2 separate regions of the Mus musculus genome follow, and region 2 is linked to region 1. Evidence: chromatin contacts called from public ChIA-PET data. All regions are on one chromosome and are shown on one strand. Each heading gives the region's core, a stretch centred on a gene start, on an enhancer-like site or on the middle of the called end of the contact. The rest is flanking DNA. Distances are from core to core; before and after follow the strand shown. Region 1 has its middle 53 kb from the start of Gm16086. Region 2 has its middle 91 kb from the start of Gm33236.

Region 1 (5,254 bases), core at 864-3,363:
CATAAACAGTAGCACACTGTAGACATGTGTGAAATTGTCACAAAGGAAAAACTAGGAAGAACTTGACAAACAAGGAATTCTCCCGTATCTTCAGCCAGTCTTTACCAAGTCCCAAGCCCAATATGGAAGGAAGGTCAGAACACGCTTCAAAGGCATTCCTTTGCTTTGCATTGTTTTTTTCTTTAGGTGCCAATTCCAAATAGACACTCCATTCCCAAGCAACCTAGGGTACCTCCTTGGGTGCCATGCAGTCATGGGGAATATGAGCACTAGCAGTTATGAACGGTTGTACTAATAATGATCTCTCAGATCTTAGACTGCTTTGCAAGCCGCTGTTGGGTGCATGACCTGTGATCTAGAAGTATGTGCTTCTGCCCTTGCATCCCAGACCTGGACAGCAAGGATCAGGAGGGGCGTAAGGGTCAGCCGTGGTCAAGGACGACGGGTGAGATAACTGGACCCATGCTTCCTTCTTTCATATGCATGATCACTGTGCCCTTGAAACTCTACAGGTGGAGGCTCTGAGTGATGTGCATCTCCTTAACCTACCTTAGAAAGCTCTGGATAACCTAAATCTAGCCATTCTAGCACCATGAACTAATCTATCCTTCTTGAGAGAAAACTTGCCTGGTAGTGATTTGTAATGAATTCAGTGTCATTTTCTCTTACAAAAAACAATATTTTAAAATATAGTCCTTAAAGTTTTCATATACATACACAACATATCTTCTAGATTTTTTTTTCAAAGAATCTCTTATTTTCACTTTATGTGTATGTTGAAGTGCCTGCCTGTACATCTGTGCACCGCATGCATGCGGTGCCCTTTGAGACCCGAAGAGAATGTCAAATCCCCTGGAACCAGACTTACAGGTAATTGCGAGCCTCCGTGTGGGTGCTGCAAAGTGAACCTGGGTCCTCTGTGAGAGCAGCCAGTGTTCCTAACCACTGAGCTAACTCTACAGCCTCTACAGAGTGTCTTGATTATATCCACTCTCCCCTGCACATCCCTGCAGGACACCCCAACATACCTCCTTCCTGACTGCATGTGTGTCTTCTAAATATCTTGTTTATTCATCATTTTTTTTCTTCTTTAAGTAAACTATCTGTGGTAGAGGGCAGTGATGGACTTGGAACTTTCTGGTGCACACTTCTCCTTCCCACTCCGTATGCCAGCACTTGGAGCCATCTTTTTACACATATAGACCCTTTCTGTCCATTCTTTAAAGCGCCTCTCCAGCCCCTGGCACTTGACAGACCCTCGCCTGCTGTCCACTCTTATTTCAATTCATGTAAGATGCACAGACATGGATGGAAATGGCCATGGGTTATACAAAGAGCCCACTACGTGTGTCAAAAGGATCGCACCCTGCAAGAGGATATGTCAAAGTCAGGCAGACAACTCGGTGAGAAATGACCTTAAGAGACCTCAAACTTGCTAAGCTGGCTTCCCCAGCCAGAAGTAAATGTGGTTAACATTACAGCCATATTCAAGTCTCAGTTTCAAAAACAACACGCAGTCTTCCCCCAGCACTCCCCAAACTGGGCATCCTACAAATCTTTAGAGAAGATATAGCAGGCTTCTATTTCTTTTCGGCAGTGCAGAGTTGATTTATCTCTGGCTGAACACGCCTGTGGAATGAAGATGCTTCTTCTAATGCCTCCAGAGGCCCATCGGAAGTCTGTTGTATTGCTGTTTTAGCTGAATGTTTTACTGCCGTACGCGTATTAATACTTCCAGTGTGGCCTTTTTTAAATATCCCCTCCCCCAAGTCCCACAGGCATCGTTGTACTGAGCAACAGATACGTCTTATCAATGTGCTCCTCAAACTGGAAATTCAGAGGCCCTTAAATTGAAGCTATGGAGGAATGATCACACTTGATGGCATTTAGATCTGCAAGCAGGAAGTGATGGCTGAGGGCTGGAGGTTTCTCTCCTAGCAACCGCAGGAGGGACAGTCCTTGGCTTGTTTTTCACCTGTCTGCTTTCCGGTGCCTTGTCTTACAAATTAAATCCAATTTCTCTTGCATGAGCACTCACTGCGTGCAGCATGGAAACGTCTTTTCCTTTAAGCCCTAACCACCAGAGGAAAACAAAGAACTCAGATGCCCATGGCACTGTCAGGGAGGGAGAGCGCTTCGTGGTTCTCCCATGTGGCTTTGCGCACCTGCGGTTCTCACAGCAGTGGGAGATGGCCGAAAGTGAAACCCGTGCCCGAACGGGGTACTGCCAGACAGCAAAGCCTATTTTCTGGGACTGAGACCAAATTCAGAGCCTGTGGTGGGTGTGCTGGGGAAGATACACTGCCTGTTTTTAACTGGACCAATCCGTGATCTCCAATTCCCTGCATTGGTGACAACCTCACGACTCTGACAAGAAGGCTCGAAGGGATAAGGATGGATGGACTATTTTTGTATAGATCTCTTCCAAACGTTTTCTTCACTTTCTGAAGAATACTCTCCGAGCAGAGGTTCTCAACCTATGGGTTGCAACCATGTTGGCAAACCTCTCTCTCTAAAAATATTTACATTACGAATCATAACAGTAGCAAAATTACAGTTACAAACTAGCAATCAAATATTTTTATGGTTGGTGGGGGCACTACAACATGAGGGACTGTATTCTAGTTCAAACTGATCTGAAGCTCTTAATAGTCACCACAGGATGAGTCTTTTGCTCGGCTCTCCATAGTCTAAGGCACACAGTGTTCTCTTCATACTGACATTTTGTGACCTGTAACTGTTTTCTGTTTCCTTTCTCATTCTGTGGTCTTGTCTCCTGCTCAAACATTTTGATTCTTTCTTATATCTTATCTTTGTGGCCATCGATTTTCAGTTAGTTTGTGTTTTATTTAAGATGAACCCATTCATTGAGCTTTGAATTTCAATTACTTTATTTCCAAAACCATTCTCTGATTTCCCAATTAGCTAGAGCATGCTTTTGAAAATGAATTTCTCAGTTAGCATGCAAAATAATGGTTTTGTGGTGATTCTTTTAATGTATATACATATCATGGTTCTTTATTCACATATGAACACTCCCATTATCTTATCCTTCCCCCTTCTGACTGGTCAGGTCTACCCTCAAAATCTATACTCATGTTATATGTGTGCCTGTTCATATGTGTGCATATACAGACATAAACTAGCTAATACTGGTGAGGTTTAACACAACTTTATCACATTCTACACATGTATATATAGTATAACTTGGTATGGTGACACATGACTTTAATCCCAGAACTCAGGAGGAAAAGGAAGGAGAATCTCTGTGAGTTTGAATTCAGCCTGGTCTACACAGAGAGTTCCAGGACAGTTGAGTTATATAATGAGACCCTGTCTCAAAACAAAACAAAATATAAAAAGAAAGAACCAAACCAAACTAAACCAAAAATAACATCAGTTAAAACTCTGTGAAAACTTACTGTGTAAAAGCTACAAGCCACATATTAGCTTACTCTAGGATACTGACCCAACAATTTGGACAAGAACTATTTCATGGCTCATTATGCCTCCAGTTTTCCTGGGCTTCCAGAAAGTTCTGAAACCACCTAGAGACACAAATTAGTTAAATATGGATACCTCCTGTATCATTCATCTTTCCCCTTAGCCATAATATTCTAGTTTTTAAATAAAATATTCAGCACATTACTTTTCACTAAAACATTTAACAAATGAATAAATAATTAAGGAAATAAAAACCGAGTGTCATAGATTGCCTTCTGTAAAAGCTCTAAATTACCAGGTGATGTTTTCAGAGTAAGATCCTATCAGATCCAATGCTGTGTTAGCTACCTGTCTTCTTGCTGTAGCAAAAATACCAGACATGAGGCACTACAGGAAGGGTTGTCTAAGCTCCAGTGCATGAGTGTGCAGCTCATCACAGCAGGCAAGTCATGGCTGTAACAGTTTGCACTGCCACAGTGAAGCAGGCCTCCTCTCCCCTTGCATCCTTACAAGGACTGTAAGGCTCTGTGTTTCGAGGAAGAAAGACACCCCAGACTCATATAGTCTGCAAATGCAGAGCGTTTTATTATGCAGAATTCCAGTAGCTAGGGTCTCCCCATTACCAAGATAGAGAGACAACCAAGTGATCTTTCAGGCCTGATTTAAAGCACATTAGGGAATTCCGAGGTAGAGGACCTCTGTGTCAATCTGTTGGGTCCATCTCTATGGACATTCCCTTACCAGGGTGTTGGGGCTGGAAACTTGCTGGGGAGGTCTGGAAACTGTTGCTGAGGAAGTCTGGAAACTGCTGCTGACCTATTTTCCTTGCCTCAGGCCAGGTGACAGGAAAGCTTCTAAGGCCTGGAATTGCCCAGTTCTTGGAAACAGAGATTTGGGCCTAGTCTCTTAACTGCCCATTTGAAGCTTGTCATGGATTCAGCCTGGCCTTCTTAGGTTCTGTTGACTTGATTTCCTCATGATCGCCTTTGTGACTAGGGAGAGATTGAGTCTGACAACAGTTGGAAGTTGCATTTCCATGATGTCTCATGGCATTGAATACTTATGGAAGTGTTTATTGTGCTTTTGCCTTTCTTCTGCTGAGAATTCTCTGTTCAGATCGGCCATCTGCTTTCTTGATGCTCAGATTTTCCTGTTCTTTGTGTATTCTAGACACTGGTTCTCTGTCAGATGTATAGCTGACGACCATTTCCTCCCATTCTGTGGGCTTCCCCTTCCCTTGATGGACCATTTCATTAGCTATACAAGCTATACAGAGGCTTTGTTCATTTCCCGAGTCCCATTTGCCAAGCGTTGGTCTTACCTCCTGCACTACTGGTGTTCTATTGGGAAAGCACTTGCATGAGCCTACCTGTGCAAGTGCATACCCAGCTTTCTCCTCTAGCAATTTCATGCTACTCATGTTACATTGAAGTATCCTTTTCACTTGGGGATGGATTTTGTGCAGGGTGATCTAAGGCTTTGCATTACATTCTTCTATGTGTTCATACCCAGTTTTCCTAGCACCATTTGTTGATGATGCTGTTTTTCTCTCCAGCTTTGCCCAAAATCTGGTGATGTAGTTACATGGACTTCTATGTTGATCTGCTATTCCAGTAGTTCTCACAACCTATGGTGCAGGGGTCACATATCAGATATCCTGCATATCAGATAGTCACGATTCATATCTGTAGCAAAATTACAGTTATGAAGCAGCAATGAAAATTATTTTATGGTTGGAGGTCTCCACAATGTGAAAAACTCTATGAAAGGGTCTCAGCGATAGGAAAATTGAGAGCCACTGCTCTAGGGT
Region 2 (5,254 bases), core at 1,035-3,534, 510 kb before region 1:
CAGAACAAGCAGGGACTTCTTGATTACCACGAGGGAACTTAACTCGAGTGGACCTAACAGAACAAACTAGGAATTATTCTTAGCTGCCTTAACTGCAAACAGAGTCTGTACCCTGTGAGGTAGATTGCTCCTATTTTGATCTCACTGTTCCTCCTTGAGATTAGTTCTTTTTACCGTGCAGATGTTTGTCTGTCAGGCTTTGCATGTCCCCACAGAGTCATGCATTTGAATGCTTGGTCACTAGCTGGTGGTACTGTTCAGGAAGGTGCAGAGAAGGAAGTGAGTCACAGAGAGCTGTGCCTAGAGGGTTCCTGTCGTCCTCTTTTTCCTTCCTGACCATAATGTGGCCAGCTGACTCACGCTCCTGCCTACCATCGCAGACTGTCCCCTCAAACTGTATGGCCTAATAAGCCTGCCCTTCCTCACTTTGCTTTCAAGGTATTTTGTTACAGCCTTGAGAAAGGTTATTGATACTGCGTCCTGTGGAGATGATGAAAGGCTGAGGGGCTGGCAAAACTTAGGGCCTTGATGCTTTTCAGGGGAACTTGTCTTGCAGCTGAAAACGTATATGGAATAACAATTACAGAAGAAGAGGGAGGACATGGGGGTGCTGCCAGAGGGGGCTTGAAGGGCGAGATTTCAAATTCTCACAATTCTCAAAAACATATACTCCCACCAACATACAGATTTATTCAGCGTGTTGGTGTATCAAACATACAAAATAAATCAATGGCATTTGTGTGGTTTCGAAAAAGGTCTTCATCTTAGGTCAAATTCTTGATTGGTGCACACAGTTGACTGATCTGAAGGTGTGAGGTGACCAACAATTAAACTCGTTCTTTGCCACACTCCCTACAATGATCCCTGTGGTGAATCCTTGCATCCAATCCCTGGCTTTGACTCATTTAATCATTCAATAACTTGTTTCTTCAATGGCACGTTCATTGTATGTGGGTCCCCTGCCCCCAGTTGCCCATTGCACTCTGTCGTTCTCAGGGTGCAGAGGAGCCTGGGACCGGGGTCTGGGTGTCACTGGGTACAGCAGGAATAAATGACCTGGGAGACTATGATGGAGGACAGCTCCATTACTGAAATCGTGGAGCTAGTTTATAGAGCTCAAGTCCAGGGAGTGGTGTTGGGGATGAGGGTGGGGGTGGTGTTGGGGATGAGGGTGGGGGTGGTGTTGGGGATGAGGGTGGGGGTGGGGTTGGGGAAGGGAGGGATGGGAAGAAAAAGGACAAGGGAGGAAATGCACCTAATTTGCATATCCCCACCTGACTGAAGACAGGCAAATGTTAATGACATACCAATTCATATATCAAAGCTTGCAGGAGGAGGCAGGGACTTTCCAACAGTATCAGATTAACAGACTGCTGGTCACATGATTTCTGAGAAGCCAGTTCTCTGGCTGGAAAACCAGAAGCCTAACTGGCTCTACCATGAGGTGCCTTTTGCCCCTATAAGTTGAGTAGGCCCAAGCCTGATTTGGGTAGGGAGTGGCCCCCCTCCTGCTGTTCTCTCTGATACTTTGTCAGAGGTATGGGTGGTGTTCTACCATCCTTCACCTGACATAGAATCCCACAATTCTCTATCTGCTATGCTTATCAAGACTCTATGATGGCAGATTGTGTTAAATATATGGAAATAGAAATGTATAGAGGTTAAAAATACAAATGAAATAGAGGCTCAAGAGATGGCTCAGTGGTCATTGGCTAATCTTACAGAGGACTGACTGGGGTTTGATTCCCAGCACCTACATGGTGCCGTATGACTGTCTATGACTCCAGCTCTTCCTTTGGCCTCTGTAGACATCATCCAGGCACATGATACATGTATGTACATGCAAGCAAAACACTCAAACGTATAAAATTAAGTAAAATAAAACAAGTAAATCTTTGAAAACATCTAAAGCTAAACACAACTTCTCAGTGATGTTCTCTGTTTGTTCGGACCAAGTCAGCCTGTTTTTCAAATATGTGGGAAGATTCTCCGTAGAAACTTCTGGAAACCATTAAAGGGGTTTTTGTCTGCAGTGTTTGGTGTCTTGTCTTCCTTTTGATTGTTCAGATGCACCTTAGTTGGGTTCTCAGCCTCTTCGATGGTCTCTGTGCGTCATGACATGTGTATTTCCAGAAGAGAAAATGGTCTTGCTCAAGCACTGTGCATTTTGTCTGGGAATCCCAAGACAAAATGGGAAGGGAAAAAATCTTGAGTCTCCAGCACCTTGTGATGCAAGGCGGGGCATGAAGCATAAACAGGAAGTGACAAATTTGTCAGAGGCTTTCTCTCACCAGCACTGACATTTCCTTTTACACTCTGGAGCCTTCATTAAGACTCAGTACAGTGCCTCTCTATAGAAGATGTCACTGTCAAACCCAGTTAGAGATATGGAGGCCTCAGGTGAGAGAGTAGAGGGAAGAGGTAATGTAGGGATGGACAAGGCTGTACCCATCCAGGGGATGCACATACACAAGCGCTGGGGGTGTGGGGTGTGGGCATCATGGTTAACAGACTTTGATCATACAAGTGACAAAGTAAAAGGTAGCGTGTATTACTCAGGGTCGTCTTCTTCTTTCTTTCTTTCTTTCTTTCTTTCTTTCTTTCTTTCTTTCTTTCTTTCTTTCTTTCTTTCTTCCTCTCTCTCTCTCTCTCTCTCTCTCTCTCTCTCTCTCTCTCTCTCTTTTTCTTTCTTTCTTTTTTTGAGACAGGGTTTCTCTGTGTGGTCCTGGCTGTCCTGGAACTCACTCTGTAGACCAGGCTGGCCTTAAACTCAGAAATCTGCCTGCCTCTGACTCTGCTTCCCAAGTGTTGGGATTAAAGACGTGTGCCACCACTGCCCGGCTACTCAGGGTCTTCTAGAGGTACAGAGCCATAAAATGAATATGTGTTAAAAGATGGGGTATTCAACTGGTTTATACTATGGGGTTGGCATAGTCAAGTATCTGTCTCATACTGTAATGAACCTGGTAGCTTCTCCATCCATAGAGTTGCCACCAAAGACCTGAAGGATCCCTGGAAGGCCGGCCTTTTATTCCTGTAGAAAGCCCAGAAGAGGCTGGTTCTTCAGCCAAGGCAACAGCAGCAACAGGGTAGAGAAATTGGCTAGTGAGATTGAAGGTCAGGAGAGTCCTTTCATCTGGGCAGCAATCAGAGGGTGAATCTTCCCATGTCAGGTAAGGCCATCATAACTGTCCCCAAAGATAGGCCCACAGACCAACCTGAGGTAGATCATTCTTCACTGAGTGGACAGTCCCACCTAACATCACGGTAGTAGGATGATCTCTACTTGTTCTGCCTAAAGTGGAATGCAAGCTAACTGGATGCTGTGTGCTACACAGAGTTCACTAGGGAGAGCGGGGGCGGGAGGTGGAAACTGAATGGGGAGAAAGCAGAGGAAGAAAGAGCTCCAATCACCCCGGTCATCAGAGTGGAAGGTTGCCGCAGTGTAGGCATATAGCTTCAGCGTGCTTTACATTGTTCGTATATATAGCAGATCTGCAGGCCAAGGTACAAGGCAGTCAGCGGGAAGCCAAAACAACCAGGGCCCAGCAAGTCTGCAAGGCTTCCTGGGGGCCTGGATATCTTGTAGATGCTGGGAGACCAGTGCGTGTTATATTAAAATGTCATTAGAAGCAGCTTCCCGATGCCAGGTGCATAGTAGGTTCTCAACTCGTGTCCAACAAACAAGCCTATTCGAGGGAAGTCATCTCTGAATTTTTCTGCTTAGATTGTTTATTAACACAAAGAACAGAGCCCCAGTCAAGGCCAACAATGTGTCTGTTATGTGCCCATGTCTGCTTTAGCCCATTCAAACAATAATTATCAGGATGGCTAACAACGGATGATTTATTATAAATATCAGCTCTGCTGCTTGTTAATTCAGAAGCAAAACATTCGCCCATTTCCATCCCAAAGGGAGGAGTCTAGTTAGTGTGTTCCCTATATTATAACTACAAAATTAAATTAAATGAACTGAGCGAATTGCATAAATAAAGTAATTTAATTCATGGGATGAAGAATAATACTGAATACATCTATAGTTGGGTAAATAAGCCAATTAAATATTTCCTCTTTAGACAGAACAAGCCAATAGTGCCGCCACAACAAAAGGAAATAAAAGAATAAAGGAGAAAGATTTTACATTAATTAAGTGTGGCCCATGTGGGCCCCAGGCCCACCCTGGCTCCTGGCTTTTTTGCCATCTTGAGAGATCCTGGCATTAGCTGTAGGTATGTTTATTTCTTGTCTCAAAGGTATTTTCTTTAAATAATAGATTGAAAGACATGGGTCCAAGAGGCTGAAAGTGGTCTGTTTTCATTCCTGCAGAAAATTATCTAGGAAAAGACAAACTGAGGACAGTATTAGTACATAGCGGCGGTGGACATTCAAGATTTGGGCTCAAGCCGAGCTAGGCTTAACCGCTTGCTGATGCTCATGGCTGGGAAAGTGGGGACCGTAGGAAGACAGTCTTATTTCTGGAATGGGTCAGCTGTGACTCCATCCTGGGACTGGGTGAGGCCCAGGAGGGGAAGCCCTGACAACAGCAGAGGTGGTGGCCCGCATGCTGCCATGGGTGGTTTGATGCACCAGATGATACGTTCTTTACCCTGCACTTTCCTGATCCCCTGCCTGATAGAATCAGGAATCGAGGATGTGGAGATAGATAGATAGATAGATAGATAGATAGATAGATAGATAGTAGATAGATGATAGATGATGGATAGATAGATGATAGATAGATGATAGATGGATGGATGGATGGATAGATGGATAGATAGATAGATGGTAGATAGATAGATAGATAGATAGATAGATAGATGATAGATAGATAGATGATAGATAGATAGATAGATAGATAGATAGATAGATAGATAGATAGATGATAGATGATAGATGATAGATAGAAAGATAGATAGATAAATAATAGATAGATGATAGATAGATAGATAGATAGATAGATAGATAGATGGTAGATAGATGATAGATGATGGATAGATAGATGATAGATAGATAGATAGATAGATAGATAGATGATGGATAGATAGATGATAGATAGATGATAGATAGATGGATGGATGGATAGATGGATAGATAGATAGATGGTAGATAGATAGATAGATAGATGATAGATAGATGATAGATAGATGATAGATGATGGATAGATAGATAGATAGATAGATAGATAGATAGATGATAGATGATGGATAGATAGATGATAGATAGATAGATAGATAGATAGATAGATGATAGATAG

Evidence for each region. ChIA-PET counts read pairs in DNA pulled down with a chosen protein or histone mark.
Region 2: an RNA polymerase II ChIA-PET map of memory CD8 T cells shows a contact between it and region 1, with 7 read pairs. The contact joins two enhancer-like sites.

The regions. Positions count from the first base shown.
Region 1 is chr12:107,044,145-107,049,398 of GRCm38.p6, reverse strand. No RefSeq gene overlaps it. Among named protein-coding and RNA genes, the nearest start is that of Gm16086, 53 kb to the left of the region's middle. Within about 2 kb of position 2,113, at least 40 of the 459 cell types and tissues checked have an H3K27ac peak or open chromatin away from gene starts, as enhancers often do. A contact at or near this core is called in memory CD8 T cells, where this site is marked.
Region 2 is chr12:107,556,416-107,561,669 of GRCm38.p6, reverse strand. No RefSeq gene overlaps it. Among named protein-coding and RNA genes, the nearest start is that of Gm33236, 91 kb to the left of the region's middle. Within about 2 kb of position 2,284, at least 25 of the 459 cell types and tissues checked have an H3K27ac peak or open chromatin away from gene starts, as enhancers often do. A contact at or near this core is called in memory CD8 T cells, where this site is marked.